3 separate regions of the Mus musculus genome follow, and regions 1 and 2 are each linked to region 3. A link is a contact called in public HiChIP or PLAC-seq data. All regions are on one chromosome and are shown on one strand. The core of a region is the stretch at or near the end of the contact, and the rest is flanking DNA. Distances in the headings are between cores, read along the strand shown. Region 1 holds the start of 9630001P10Rik (RIKEN cDNA 9630001P10 gene). Region 2 holds the start of Lap3 (leucine aminopeptidase 3). Region 3 has its middle 400 kb from the start of Gm40298.

The links. HiChIP or PLAC-seq counts read pairs in DNA pulled down with a chosen protein or histone mark.
Region 1: a contact with region 3 is called in an H3K4me3 HiChIP or PLAC-seq map of neural tube, with 6 times the contacts expected there. The contact joins the promoter of 9630001P10Rik here to the enhancer-like site in region 3. A contact is called at or near these places in 9 of 39 promoter capture datasets (the C10 cell line, cranial neural crest, embryonic stem cells and 5 more), 4 of 115 datasets of contacts at active chromatin or transcription factors (embryonic forebrain, forebrain, neural tube and 1 more) and 2 of 9 other capture datasets (adipose tissue and liver).
Region 2: a contact with region 3 is called in an H3K4me3 HiChIP or PLAC-seq map of neural tube, with 5 times the contacts expected there. The contact joins the promoter of Lap3 here to the enhancer-like site in region 3. A contact is called at or near these places in 19 of 39 promoter capture datasets (the 3T3-L1 cell line, 3T3-L1-derived adipocytes, the C10 cell line and 13 more), 1 of 484 Hi-C or Micro-C datasets (bone marrow-derived DN2 thymocytes), 10 of 115 datasets of contacts at active chromatin or transcription factors (astrocytes, bone marrow-derived macrophages, differentiating embryonic stem cells and 7 more) and 2 of 9 other capture datasets (embryonic stem cells and liver).

What each region holds. Positions count from the first base shown.
Region 1 is chr5:45,636,829-45,640,925 of GRCm38.p6, reverse strand. It overlaps 9630001P10Rik (RIKEN cDNA 9630001P10 gene), which reads right to left and starts at 1,651. Exons shown (of 4, transcript NR_102378.1): 1 at 1,390-1,651; 2 at 580-637. Fam184b (family with sequence similarity 184, member B) reads left to right here and starts at 1,425. Exons shown (of 16, transcript NM_021416.3): 1 at 1,425-1,833. The coding sequence starts at 1,687.
Region 2 is chr5:45,491,012-45,495,184 of GRCm38.p6, reverse strand. It overlaps Lap3 (leucine aminopeptidase 3), which reads right to left and starts at 1,811. Exons shown (of 13, transcript NM_024434.6): 1 at 1,624-1,811; 2 at 1-19. The coding sequence starts at 1,725.
Region 3 is chr5:46,330,003-46,333,931 of GRCm38.p6, reverse strand. No RefSeq gene overlaps it. Among named protein-coding and RNA genes, the nearest start is that of Gm40298, 400 kb to the right of the region's middle. Within about 2 kb of position 1,676, at least 1 of the 459 cell types and tissues checked has an H3K27ac peak or open chromatin away from gene starts, as enhancers often do. A contact at or near this core is called in neural tube, where this site is marked.

The DNA.
Region 1 (4,097 bases), core at 402-2,901, 690 kb after region 3:
AAGAGTCACAGGGCCACTGATGTGATAATCCAAATTAGTGAATATTTTTTTGGTTCAGTATTCTCATTCCATGAAGGCTAATTTTCTTCTCATTTGCACAGTGGTTGAATTTCTGTAAAAATGATATTATTTATATACTAAAAATAGCATTCTATAAAATTTGGAAATAAATAGGAAGCCTGTATTTAATACATGGACTCCTGTGACCCTGATCACCAAAGATTTTTGTCCCACGGAGTTGTGGGATAAGCCTAAGGTTCTCTTGGTTGCTCCTCTGGGTGCTCTGTAATGCCTGGGAGGTAGACAGGGGTTCACAGTTGTGGTATCACTGTCCCCATTTCACACCCAACTGCCGTTTGTAATCACCTGATCAAATAGTTAATTTTTCCCACCTATAAAATGAGTATTGTTATTGGAGGGCGAGAAGTTTATAAAATAAAATATATTAGCCAGGCAAAATCATAATAATGACACTATTGCCACTTCAGAAAAATCTGACCAGGATTCTGTCTTGTTTCTCAAAGTCCATTGTTCAAAACCAAAAAAAAAAGCCAGAAACGATTTTGGTTCTCTACCTACCTGCTTTCCCAGTCTAAGGGGCAACAACTTCAAAACGCAACAAGGTTCAGCCTCGGGTCTGTCTGAGGTAATGGCACAGGTTAGATGAGCTCCTTTGCTTTAACTGGGTAGGCTTGACTTTCCAGACCCATCTGGTGCCCCTTGTAACTTCCTTTCCCACTACCACCCTTTCTAGCTCTTGCAGGACTTTTTTTCCTTGTCGCTACCTCTTTCCCTACTCTGAGACCGAAATCTGGCGATGCCCCGCCCCCAACCCACCCCCAAGTTTCGGTCACTAGTGACCTTTGAGTGGACGATGTGGGGAGATCTCTAGCATCACTGAGCAGGTCCTATCCAAGGTCAGGAAGGGGGGCTTCCAATTCAGTCCCACCGTGTAGTTCTGAGGTTCCAGCTCTATTCCCACTTTGAGCTCCAGATCTCAACCTCCTAGAATCGGAGTGGTTAGCTCCCTCATCCCCACTTCTGCCCTTCAGCATCCCGCCTCCTCTCTTCACCCTCGCTCTAAGCATCAGGGCTGCAGGAATAAGACCCGCTCTCTCATCTGTCCCATCTACTACTACAGGATTTTCTAATATTTTCATTCTGATTTGCCGATCTGCTAGGGACTAAAGCCAGCATTTCTTCCTCTTGGCCTGAGCTATCCACCTCGGGCTGGATCGCTCACAGTGGAGTTGGAAGCTCCAAGCCACCCAGTTGGCCAAGGAGAGGGAAGGGAAAAAAAAAAAAAAAAAACCCTGCCCAGGGCACCGCCCCCACCTCCTGTCCCCCAACACCCCTCAGAAGCTGTCCTCTTGCAGGTATAGCCCGCACCCTCTCGGAAGCATCCGCAGATGGTAAACCTCACGTGCAAGGCGCCAGCGCTACGCTGCATGGTGCGGGTGCCCGTGAGCCAGCTAGCTCGCGAACGAGCACGAGCAGAGGAAGGTGGTGCGCGAGTGGGCCCGGGAAGGAGACACCTCCGGAAAGAGAGCCACGCGGCTGTGCTGGCAGGACTGCAGTGCCACCTCTCTGGAGAAAGCTCTCACGCCCGTGCTCGAACGCACGTGCACACGGCCAGCGGTGAGAGCGCGCGAGTCAGAGCATTTCAGTGCAGGGCTCCTTAAAGCGATGGCATCTGCCCTCAACAGCAAAATTCACCCGCCAGGAACCTGCGCGAGCTCCAAAGCCGACGCCCGCGGTGGCTCGGGCTGGAGAATGGACTGTGATCCGGAGATGCACGTGAAAATGTGCAAGAAGATCGCTCAGCTCACTAAGGTAAGGCGGGGTGCTGCGGGCAGACCAGCTGTGTGCCACAGGCACCCAGAGTAGGGGTGGGAGTGTAGAAGCACCCCAGGGGAGGACCGCACTGAATCCCCACAAACTTTGTCACAGAGACCAAAGGAAGCTGTTCTGTATCTGAGTGAAGTGACCTTCTGGAGACTGCATTTGGAAGCAGCAGACAGGATTCTTTGCCAAGGAAACTCCCGCAGCCTGCTTGCTTAGCAGGTGGGCTGTGCTTTCCCAAGGCTAGAGGGTGTGTGTGTGTGTGTGTGTGTGTGTGTGTGTGTGAGAGAGAGAGAGAGAGAGAGAGAGAGAGAGAGAGAGAGAGAGAGAGAGAGAGAGAGAGAGATCATGTTCCCTTGCCAGCCCTGTTCAAACCTTCAAACCATCATGCCTGGAATGTTGTGATTTTATTCTCTATATCTGGGGAGATCATGTGAGACCTATTTAAACACGATTCATTAATTCCTTCATTCAACAAATATTTGAATCATTTGTTGAGTGCTAGCAGTCTTTCGTGGCATCGTACTAAACCTGGAAGGAAGCCCAGGGGACTTACTGTCAAACTGACTACAGGCATGTGTTGGATCATAAATGGGAAAGGGTAGGATGCTGTGTATGCTTGTGGTAATGGAAAAGACCTTGGGAGGTCAGCCAGCCCATATCCCTACTTCATCTCAGGATCTTGGTTGAATATATCCAGTATGTATACTTGAGATGTTGCCAATGCAGGTTGTTAATCCCTGGCAATTTCCCGGTTAGGAACAACTCCGCACAGATTCCCTCCACATATCTGTAGAGATGTCTTTCCTGCAGGGTTTGAGTAGTTTAAATTGTTTACTTGGTATTTTCCATTTGGTCTCAAACTCCTAGCACAATGCCTACTAGTAAAGACTAGCTCCAGCGTTTGTCCCAGAGTATAATGAATGACATATTCTGATTTCTTTCCTAAACATCTTCCTCTTACTTTCCATACCTGCTTTTCTGAAGGATGGATGAGCATCCTTACCACACTGGAATCCAACATAGGGTGAAACAGAACAGCACTCGCTTTCTTCTCCTGACCTCCCATTGGCCTCTTCATATTCTTTGCACAAGAGCCTGTCTCCAGACAGTCGTGCCACGATATCTAACCCAAAGGTGTCTAATAGCGCCGATCAAAAACTTACTTAAGTTTCTTATATAAAAATGATTTTCGTATCTGAAAAAGCAATTATAGGATCCGACACCTTCCTTGTCTTCAAAAAGCTAAAGTTTTTGTTGTTTGTTGGTTTGTTTGTTGGAAGAGAAGCAAGATTTGAAATAGCAAGAGCAATTAAAAGCACACAACAAGAGCTATGTGTGATACTTCAAGTTATGAGTCCTATGAAAGTGGAAACAAAGCAGGGCACGGCAGTGTGTGCAGAAAGAAGGGGAAAATTATGAAAGAATTATCCTTGACTTGTGATAGTGATGATCTATGGGGTGCCTGCTCTATTTAAAAGATTGAACATCACTTTTATTTTTGTGTACGTGTGTGTCTGTACATATACCCCATTGGTGGGTGCCTATGGAAGCCAGAAGAAGATGTGGGCTTTCAGGAAGCTGGAGTTACAAGTGACTATGAGCCACCCAATGTGGTTGCTGAAAATCAAACTCAGATCCTCTGTAACAGCAGCAAATATTCTTAACCACTGGGCTATCTCACTAGTTTCATATACTGAATATTGGTGCAATAAGCCCTAGGCAGGTTCTGTTCTAGCTAGTAGAGTCATTTTGAAAAAGGGGACTCTGAACTGAGAAAAATGCCTCTATAAGATTTCCCTGTAGGCAAGTCTGTAGTTTTTAAAATTATAGTTGGTGTGTCTAGCTGACTGTGTGTGGTGCTATTCCTGGGCAGGTGGTCATGGGCACTCTAAGAAAGCAGGCTGGGTAAGCCACTGAACAGCACTCCTCCATGGCCTCTGCTTTAGTTTCTGCCTTCAGGCTCTTTCCCTGACTTCCTTGGATGATGGACTACCAATTGTAAGGAGAAATTAAACCCTTTCCTCTCCAAGTTGCTAACAGTGATAGTGTTTTATCACAGCAATAGAAACCCTAACAAAAGCGTAGCCCTTTCCTTTATGGTATGTCAAACACATAAATAGATTATTTCAATGTAACTGGGTGGTGATTCAATTCAGTAATATTTATGGATTACCTATTTTGCTAAGCCATGAAGACTCAGCAATACAGAAGGCAAACACCATCCCTGGTGCATAATCAGCAATATTTCTCAG
Region 2 (4,173 bases), core at 562-3,061, 840 kb after region 3:
AAATTCCTAAAACAAGGCCCTGAAAAAAAAAAAAAATCAAGAAAGATAAATACAATCAGAGTAGATCCCCCAGAAAGCATTGGCTGTCCAGATGCAGAAGGGGCAAGCAATCCCATTAAAACTGTCTTTTTCCGCAGAGGCCAAGAGCAGAGCAGCAGCCTCCACCGCAGCAGCTAAAATCCCTACCAGGGCAAGACTGGAACTGGGTTATGTGAGACATCTTGGGCCAACCCTAAACCTGAAAATCACTTGTTTCAGATCTACTGTCTCAGGGTTCGGTCGTTTAAAATACTTGTGTTTTGACTCTGTCCACTCAAGGGTTAGCTGCAGGACTTCCTACAGACATTCAGAAGTGAGTGAACACTCAGTTTTTGGAGTGCTTCAAATTTCAGATCAGGGATGTCCACATTGTTTAGTACCCTGTCAATCAGGGAAAGTGTGTGACTTTGCAGAGAGGGCAGAAGAAGCAGGGCCTTCTGCCAAGCACTTAATGGTGTGGCTCCACATTTCTGTCACACGCTCCCCGCCCCAAACACCTGAAATAAGGATGTAAAACCACTGCTCATCATTTGACTTCACAAGGCAATTTACGACTTTTAAAATACTGCCTCCCTTACGGCCACTTCAAGGAGTACTTTTCTCTCATTTGCCAGATAAGGAAACCTAGTCCCTGACACTGGAGCTCCTGCGTAGTTAAACTTTGACAGTGCACATGCCTTCTTTCTGGTCAGGGCCCTTTCCAAAAAACACCCCAGGTACTCCGGACCCATCTTTCCACTGAAGAAAACAGGCGTCCTTAGCAATGGTAAGTGCTAGGTTCTAACTTTCCCAAGATTGTTCATTCTGGGGTTCCATGAGACCAACCTGGGACAATCCAATGTTACCGGCCAGGGCTGGAAAGGTGTCTGCCTAACTCCTCTGCTATCTGTGATAACTGCAGGCGACCTGAGTTCAAAGCTCCATCTGGAACATTCCTCCCTCACCAGGTCCTGGAAGTATGACCTGGAAGTACTCCAATGAGCCCTTCCAGACTTTTCCCATCTGAGGGTCCTTCATAATTTCTCAGACTATGGAGAAGACCCTCTTCCAATTTCAAGATGACCTCTCTCAATAAAACCCTTTCCCCTAAAAGGACAGAAACCCAATCCAGCAGTTTCCTCCCCCAGGGCCTTCCACTTCACTTCAGCGGGGGGAGGGGTCCAGGCCCTGTGACTGGCTACTCTGGAAGCGTAGCAGGCTTTGGGACAATCCTACCGTCGTCCTTTCTAGGGTCTCTGTGAGAACTAAAAGAATTGGCGAACTAGGCGCGTGTAATTTTTCAGAGCTCAGTTAGAGGAGTCAGTAAACACTGGTTAGGTGGAGTGAGCGGTTCTGCTCAGCCTTCAGAACCCAGCACTGTCCAGTTAGGAAGAAAGGACGCGCCCTCGGCAAACAGCATCGGCCGCCCTCGTCGCAAGCCGGGCCCAGGCTGGTGTCCTGCAAACCCAGGGAACTTTTCTGTTCAGCTCATTTCTGCAACTTGATGCGTCCGTCCGACACATCGCGGCCTGGATACGCCGGGTCACCCTGCTGCCCGCCGCCAGGGCTCGCGCGGCCGCCCGAGAGCGAGCCGCCTCCACTCACCTTCGTCATGTCTGCGGTGGACAGACCCCGATCCCAGAGACCTCTCACTCCCAGGCGGCGGAGCGCGACTCGCGCGGCAGCCGGAAGGGGCAGCAAGTACATCTTCTCGGCTCGGCCCTCGGCGCCGCCCTCCAGAGAAGGAGCACGTGGCGCGTGGCAGGGCGCGCGCCTGGAGGCGGGACCTCCGGGGTCGCCGGACGCGCGCTTGGAAAGCCGGACCTGTGCGGGGCCTTGGGGGCGGGGCCGTCGGCAACTGGGCGGAGACCCGCTACTGAGCCTTAGGGAAGGGCGGCAGGCCCTTGGGGGCGGGGCTTCTGTTCTTGCGGGCCGGCGTCGTGGGCGTGGTTTCTGCGGGCTCAGGGGCGTGTCGGCTTGCTCGTGCTCGCGTGGGAAGCCTGAGAATTTGGTTTAAGGCAGTTTAACAGAAGTATGTCAATTTTATTTAACAAGTTTGTGTATACATGGAAGCCCTTACAGGAAAATGAGGATCCTGAAAGTGATCAGGTCCAAGTGCTTATATTGAATAGTAAATAGTTATGAAAAAGTAACTAAGCATAAAGGAAAACAAAAAGAATGTAATAATTAGCTAAATAAGGTTCATTTGGGCAGATTTCTAGCTTCCTTAACGCCTCACCTCGGGTAAAAGTATTTGGGGTAGCAGTAGTTTACATGGTGGTTTGACGTTCTGCTTTGGGGTTTGGGAGACCCAAAGATGGCTCTTCTTGCATTTAGTTCTATTCAAGTGCCTTTTAGGTGCAAAATATTGATGCTCAAGTGGCATACTTTAATGTAGCATATCTGCCATCCTTCATTATCCAATAAGGGCAAGAAGTACAGTGATTACAAAAACTGTTTTGAAGAGTGTCTTATGTAGACATCCGGATATGGGCCATGATTGTCCCCATTAGTAGCCCACCCTCACTACTGACAAGGCTCATATTTTAAAGCTTTGGTCAGCAGCTCTTGGTCAGCAGCTCGTGGTGCTGCAGGGAGGAGGTGGAACACGTAGAACATGGGACCTAGTAGAAAGAAGTTGGGAGGTTTCAAGGAAAATGCTGTGATCCCAGGACCCGGCTGCCTGTCTCTGATTCACCACAGATGAAGAGGCATCCCATCGTATGTGTTCAGCATAATTGCTATGCTGGCCCTAAACCCGTGCACTGAATGACCACGGGAACCTCTGGAGCTAGGAACTAAAGTCTTTCCTCTTTTTAATTTGACAGCTTCAGAAAGTTTTGTCCTGGTGATAAAAAGGTTACTAACGTAATAAGATCAAGTTCCTTCTGCCTTTTTTATTTTGTTTAAGGACATTTCTTCCACAAGAAATGCCTCCAGACCATCCCACTGTGGGTTTTATGTCTCCTACTCCCAAAGCAACCTGTCTCAAATTGCTAATCACCTGTATCCTGCTCGTGTGTGTGTGTGTGTGTGTGTGTGTGTGTGTGTGTATGTGTGTGTGTGTAGGACGTGGCTTTCACTTCTGTGTATTCATGCCAAAATCTAGCATCTAGTCCATATCTAGGGCCTATGCAAACAAGGTGCTCATAAATATTTGAATGAAAGTATGATCAAAGTCCAGTTGAGGTTGCAGCATTTAATTAAAGACCAGGCCAGCTGCCAGTGGGATTTCCTGATAATAAACTGCATGAGAAGTAGAAAGATAATTAAAGGGACATCGGGATCAGGAAGCGCATAGGCTTGGCATGGGGTGGAGACATCAGCCTGCTCCTAATAAAAAAGAAGATACAAAGACCAAGTCTCTGGTTTAAAGAGAATCTTAAAAGGCAAGAAGCCCATTTACTGTGGATGAGGGAGTCAGCAGGGAGCCAGGAATGATCTTCATAGAAGCTGCAGGGAAAGCTATGCTTTAATAGATGCACCAGTTAAACCCATTAAAGCCCAGGCACCAAAATGTGTGTGGGTCAGCTTAAGGGAAGGAACCAAAGCACTTCCCCTTTGGGGTAATCCGACCAAGAGTGAGCCAAAGTCCGACCTCCCAGCTTCTCTCCCTGTGTCTTCCAAGGATCTATGGCTCCTGTTTCCTGGCTTGTCTGCAATCTGCCTGTTGTTAGGAGTCTGAGTCTGTGTCCGCCTCAGTGCCGTCTTGTGAATTTATCCCTCACAAAGCTTTTAGCTCTCTCTTAATGAGCAATGCAGAAAGCGTCACATGGGGGAAGGGAGGGGGCTACTTTACAGAAATCTTTTGCAGTTTTACAAGGAACTGAACTTTGCTGATTCCACCTGACCCAGGAGCCTTCAGAAGACTAAGGACAATAAGGCAAACTCTTGCAGCCTATATCCAGGTTGAACAAAGAGGCTGATTACACAATAGGACATAATTCTGAAGTCTTAAAAACTTTCAAGTTGTGCTAACTTGGCAATGGGGTCCAGCAAAAGTTTCAGTCTCAGAATGTAAGAAAGCTTTTCATAATAACTTATCACCACAGAGAGACGATGCGTATTGGTGTCCAGGATAAAGAAAGAGCAATAGTGGGGAGATCACAAGTGGATAATTATTGTCACTCATACATTCCGAAAGGTGCTGAGTCT
Region 3 (3,929 bases), core at 427-2,926:
GCCCTGTGTTTAAAAAAAACCCAGTCTGTGGACAGAATTTGCTTCACAATATTTCTAAATCTTATAAGGTTACTAGGAGCTAAGTAGTCCAGGTTTTACTACAAAATTTAGTAGATATTTTTGCGTAATCTAATGAGATCAAATACGATTGCTTTATATTTTAACTATCAACATGTTGGGTTTCAAAATTATTCTTAGATTATGTGCCCAATTTAAAGTATGCTATTGAAGTTGAAAGTATGCCAATATGGAAAGGGACAGCACCATTCTCCCTAGAGGGAGAACTACTGTATCCTTTCGGTGGCTGACAAGGTTGCTTGTGGACACAGGTCTTATCTAAGGCTTTTAAAGGAATGATAGAAGATTGTAAATAGTATTGGCAGGTGTTTACCTCATGAGAAAGAATTGCATGATAAAGACATATGCATCTTACCTCAATAGCATGGAAATAGTCTTCCAACACTACAGGAAGAACCTGTGAGATCCAGTGTAACTGTCTCTCAACTGCTTATGACCTCTTCAAAGAAAAGATGGTGTTGGAATCTACAGAACATTACATTTATGACTCACACAAAGAACAGACAGAAGCTCCATTGCTTCTGCTCCCCCTAATTTCTTAGACCCTCACTCTTCTCCAAGCTGCTTGCCACTGCGCCGTCTCACCATGTTCAGATAATGCAATGGCAGGAGTCAAAGCTCAGTGGATAGTAGAGCTGTTACTTAAACACATCTGGGCTTCGGGGCCCACAAGGAACAGAGACGAGGCGATTCTAGTTCGCTTTTTGGTGCTGTGATAATCAACATAACCAAAGCAACACGGGAACTGGGGGTGGGGCTTATTTAGCTTACAAATCCATGCCACTGCTCACCAGTGGGAGAAGTCAGGACAGGAGCTCAGTCAAACCTAGGCAGTATGGAGGTAATCTGTTGGCTGGCTTGTTCCAGGCTTCTATACATCTGCCTTTCTTACATCCCCCAGGCCCACCTGTCTAGGAGTGGTACTGCACTTAATGGAGTGGGCCTACCTATATCATAGCAGTCACGAAAAATAACTTACAGACGTTACCATAGGCTAATCTGAGGGGAGGTATTTCCTCAGCTGAGGTTCGCTTTTCCTCATATCTCAAGTTGACAACCAAGATCAGCTATCACAGAGGCCAAAGGAATATGAAATGCATTAAAAACAGCCCTTCAATTAAATCTCTGAGAGTCCGTGTTTTGAGATTGCATTAGTTTTCCCTGACAAGTACATCTTAAGTCTTTTAGTCTTAATATTTTTCCTTAAATGAACCAAACTTTTACTTTAATTTGTTGATCATGGCATTATTCATTTTAACTTTTTATTAAAGATTTCACATAGAGACCAATTTTTAAGAATCAATTTTTTTAATCACTTGAGAGTAATCTCATGTGCTACATTTTAAAACAATGCTTCCTTGAACTTGGTCAGATCTGTGACCTCTTATTCAGCTCAATATCCAGTGCAAATAGATATTGTGTCAGGATACACACACACATGCTGTGTCACATGTGTCACATGCTCAGCTAAAAACTGCCCATTGAGCCCAGAGGGTCCAGTTGGCAAAGACAGATCTGAGAGAAAACCCCAGGGCTGTTCTTGCTTCAAAGGCAACAGAAGCCTCCTGGCAGGCAAGACAGAATAACTATGGCCAAAGTTATTGTTCTCTCTTCTGACTGCTCTGACCCCAGTCCTGTAGTTGCTACCCCCACCCTTGGAAGGACTAAGAACTAAGCAAAAGAGTGGTTCTTCCTCCATCCCTTATACATTTGGACAAGAGAGCCAGTTATAACCACTTCTGTCTGCTCTGAGCTTCACAGATCAATCAGCTCCACTGAATAGCTGCCAGCCATAACATTTAAGCCACTATCCCCCCCACCCCCAGGACAGCTTCTTACAGGCCTGCAAAGATAACCTTCTAAAGCCAATACTTGTATTTTTTCAAAGGATCCCAAAGCATAAAATCTCATGGAGAACAAGGACCATGTCTTATTTACCTCTAGTTTCACAGAATGTTCCCCCAACATGAGGGGTAGGAACTCAGTACACATTTGCTAAACTGAAAGGAAAGTTTGTTCTGTTCAGAGAAGGAAAAAGAAATGTTTCTGTGACATATAGTGGTTCACTTCAAAGTAGAGAACCGGCAAAAACTTCTGAGAAAACACATTAGAAGTTTTCATTATATGTAGGAGTGATGTTGGTGTTTTCTTCCTAAATAGAAAATATAAATCTGTTTGAAATACTGCTGGAAAGATCAGAGGACTGCTAGGTCTCCTGTAATTAAGGAAGACTTGGGAGTTACAAGCAAGTGTGAGCTATGGATCAAATTCAAGTATGTGTGGACACAGACACACAACACATACACACACACACACACACACACACACACACACACACACACACCACACACACACACACCCACCCACACACACACATCCGTCGATTCCTCATCATTAAGTCAATTATATCTGCTAGTGTTTGGAACTGTGTAATTATATAATGTTACAAACAGGCTGTGTCTGAATGTCTGTATGTTTTGTGTCTTTGTATGTTTCTCTGTCTGTCTTTAGACATGGGGGGGAGGGGGAAGGGAGAAGAGAAGGGGGGGAGGGAGAGGGAGAGAGAGAGAGAGAGAGAGAGAGAGAGAGAGAGAGAGAGAGAGAGAGAGAGAGAGATTTTAACATCAAATATATTAAAATCCCAGCGACTCTTATGCATGGTAAAACATTGAGTAATTACCCCAGCCCAGACATTTCTTTACACATGCTTTCTGCAATCTCCCACTTTGTTATTTATGGAAAGATGGGGGGCAGGGAGCAGACAACTCTTACCATGGCAACCCTTACAGAATATGTTACACTTAATATTATCTGTCACTGCTTAGATGAGAGTACTTCTTACAGTGTGGCTGAGGATATAGCATTTGGTTTGATTATATGCAAGTCTAAAATATACCAGGGAAACATACTAAGAAAATAAAAGAACATAAACTTTGTTCCTTTGTGAAATAGCACCAGTGCCTCCAAAAGTCTCAAGTCCCTTGTGGGTGAATTGAAACCTGTGTAGCATGACCACTCTTGTCACTATGTGATAAAGAGATCCCTCTCATTGTAAGACTGAAGATGCAGAACATGGGTGTTATAATTTCTTTCCAGTGGCTTACCTCCAAATAGGAAAACTGTCTTCCTAGCAGCTGTTTCAGGTATCCACTCCCTAATGTCATGGATATAACTAACTTCCAAAGCATTTGGCCACTGCTTTCAGTGGGTCGATCTACATTTGAGGCAAAACCAACCAACCAACCAACCAAACAAAAAACAAAATGAAACAAAAATACCAAAACACCTTTGCTTCTTTCTCATGGCTTCACTTGTAATTACCTTCTCTAGCCTCAAGATTGATTCTTCTTCTTTGGAGAAATCTTATAGACTTGTCTATGAGTTGTGAATTCTTTCAGGTAACAGGCAACATAAGCTTCTAGTGGAAGATGCTAGGAGGGGTCAGTAGGGTACCATTCTTGTTTGATTTCTGTTGCTCTAATAAAAACACCTTGACCCAAAGCAAATTTGGAGGAAATGGTTTATTTGGCTTACAACTCCAGGTCACAGTATATATGGAAGAAAGTCAAGGCAGGAGCTCAAGGCAGGAACATGAAGGCAGACACTTCTATTCCTCAAGCATTACCCCTGACCACAGAAATGTTGGCAGTTTTATAGAAGGATATGGCAGGCATTCTTCAAGTGAGGGCTGTGTTCTCTCTGGGTCTTATGCCAAGGAAGCTTCAAGCTAGGTACCTTGATAGATACTCTGTGCATATCTTTCCAGTCTTTGTCCATGAATCTCCATATGAATGAAGCTCAGTCTAAATAGACTGTTGTATTTTGAATGTGAAGTGTTCTCCAGAGGATCA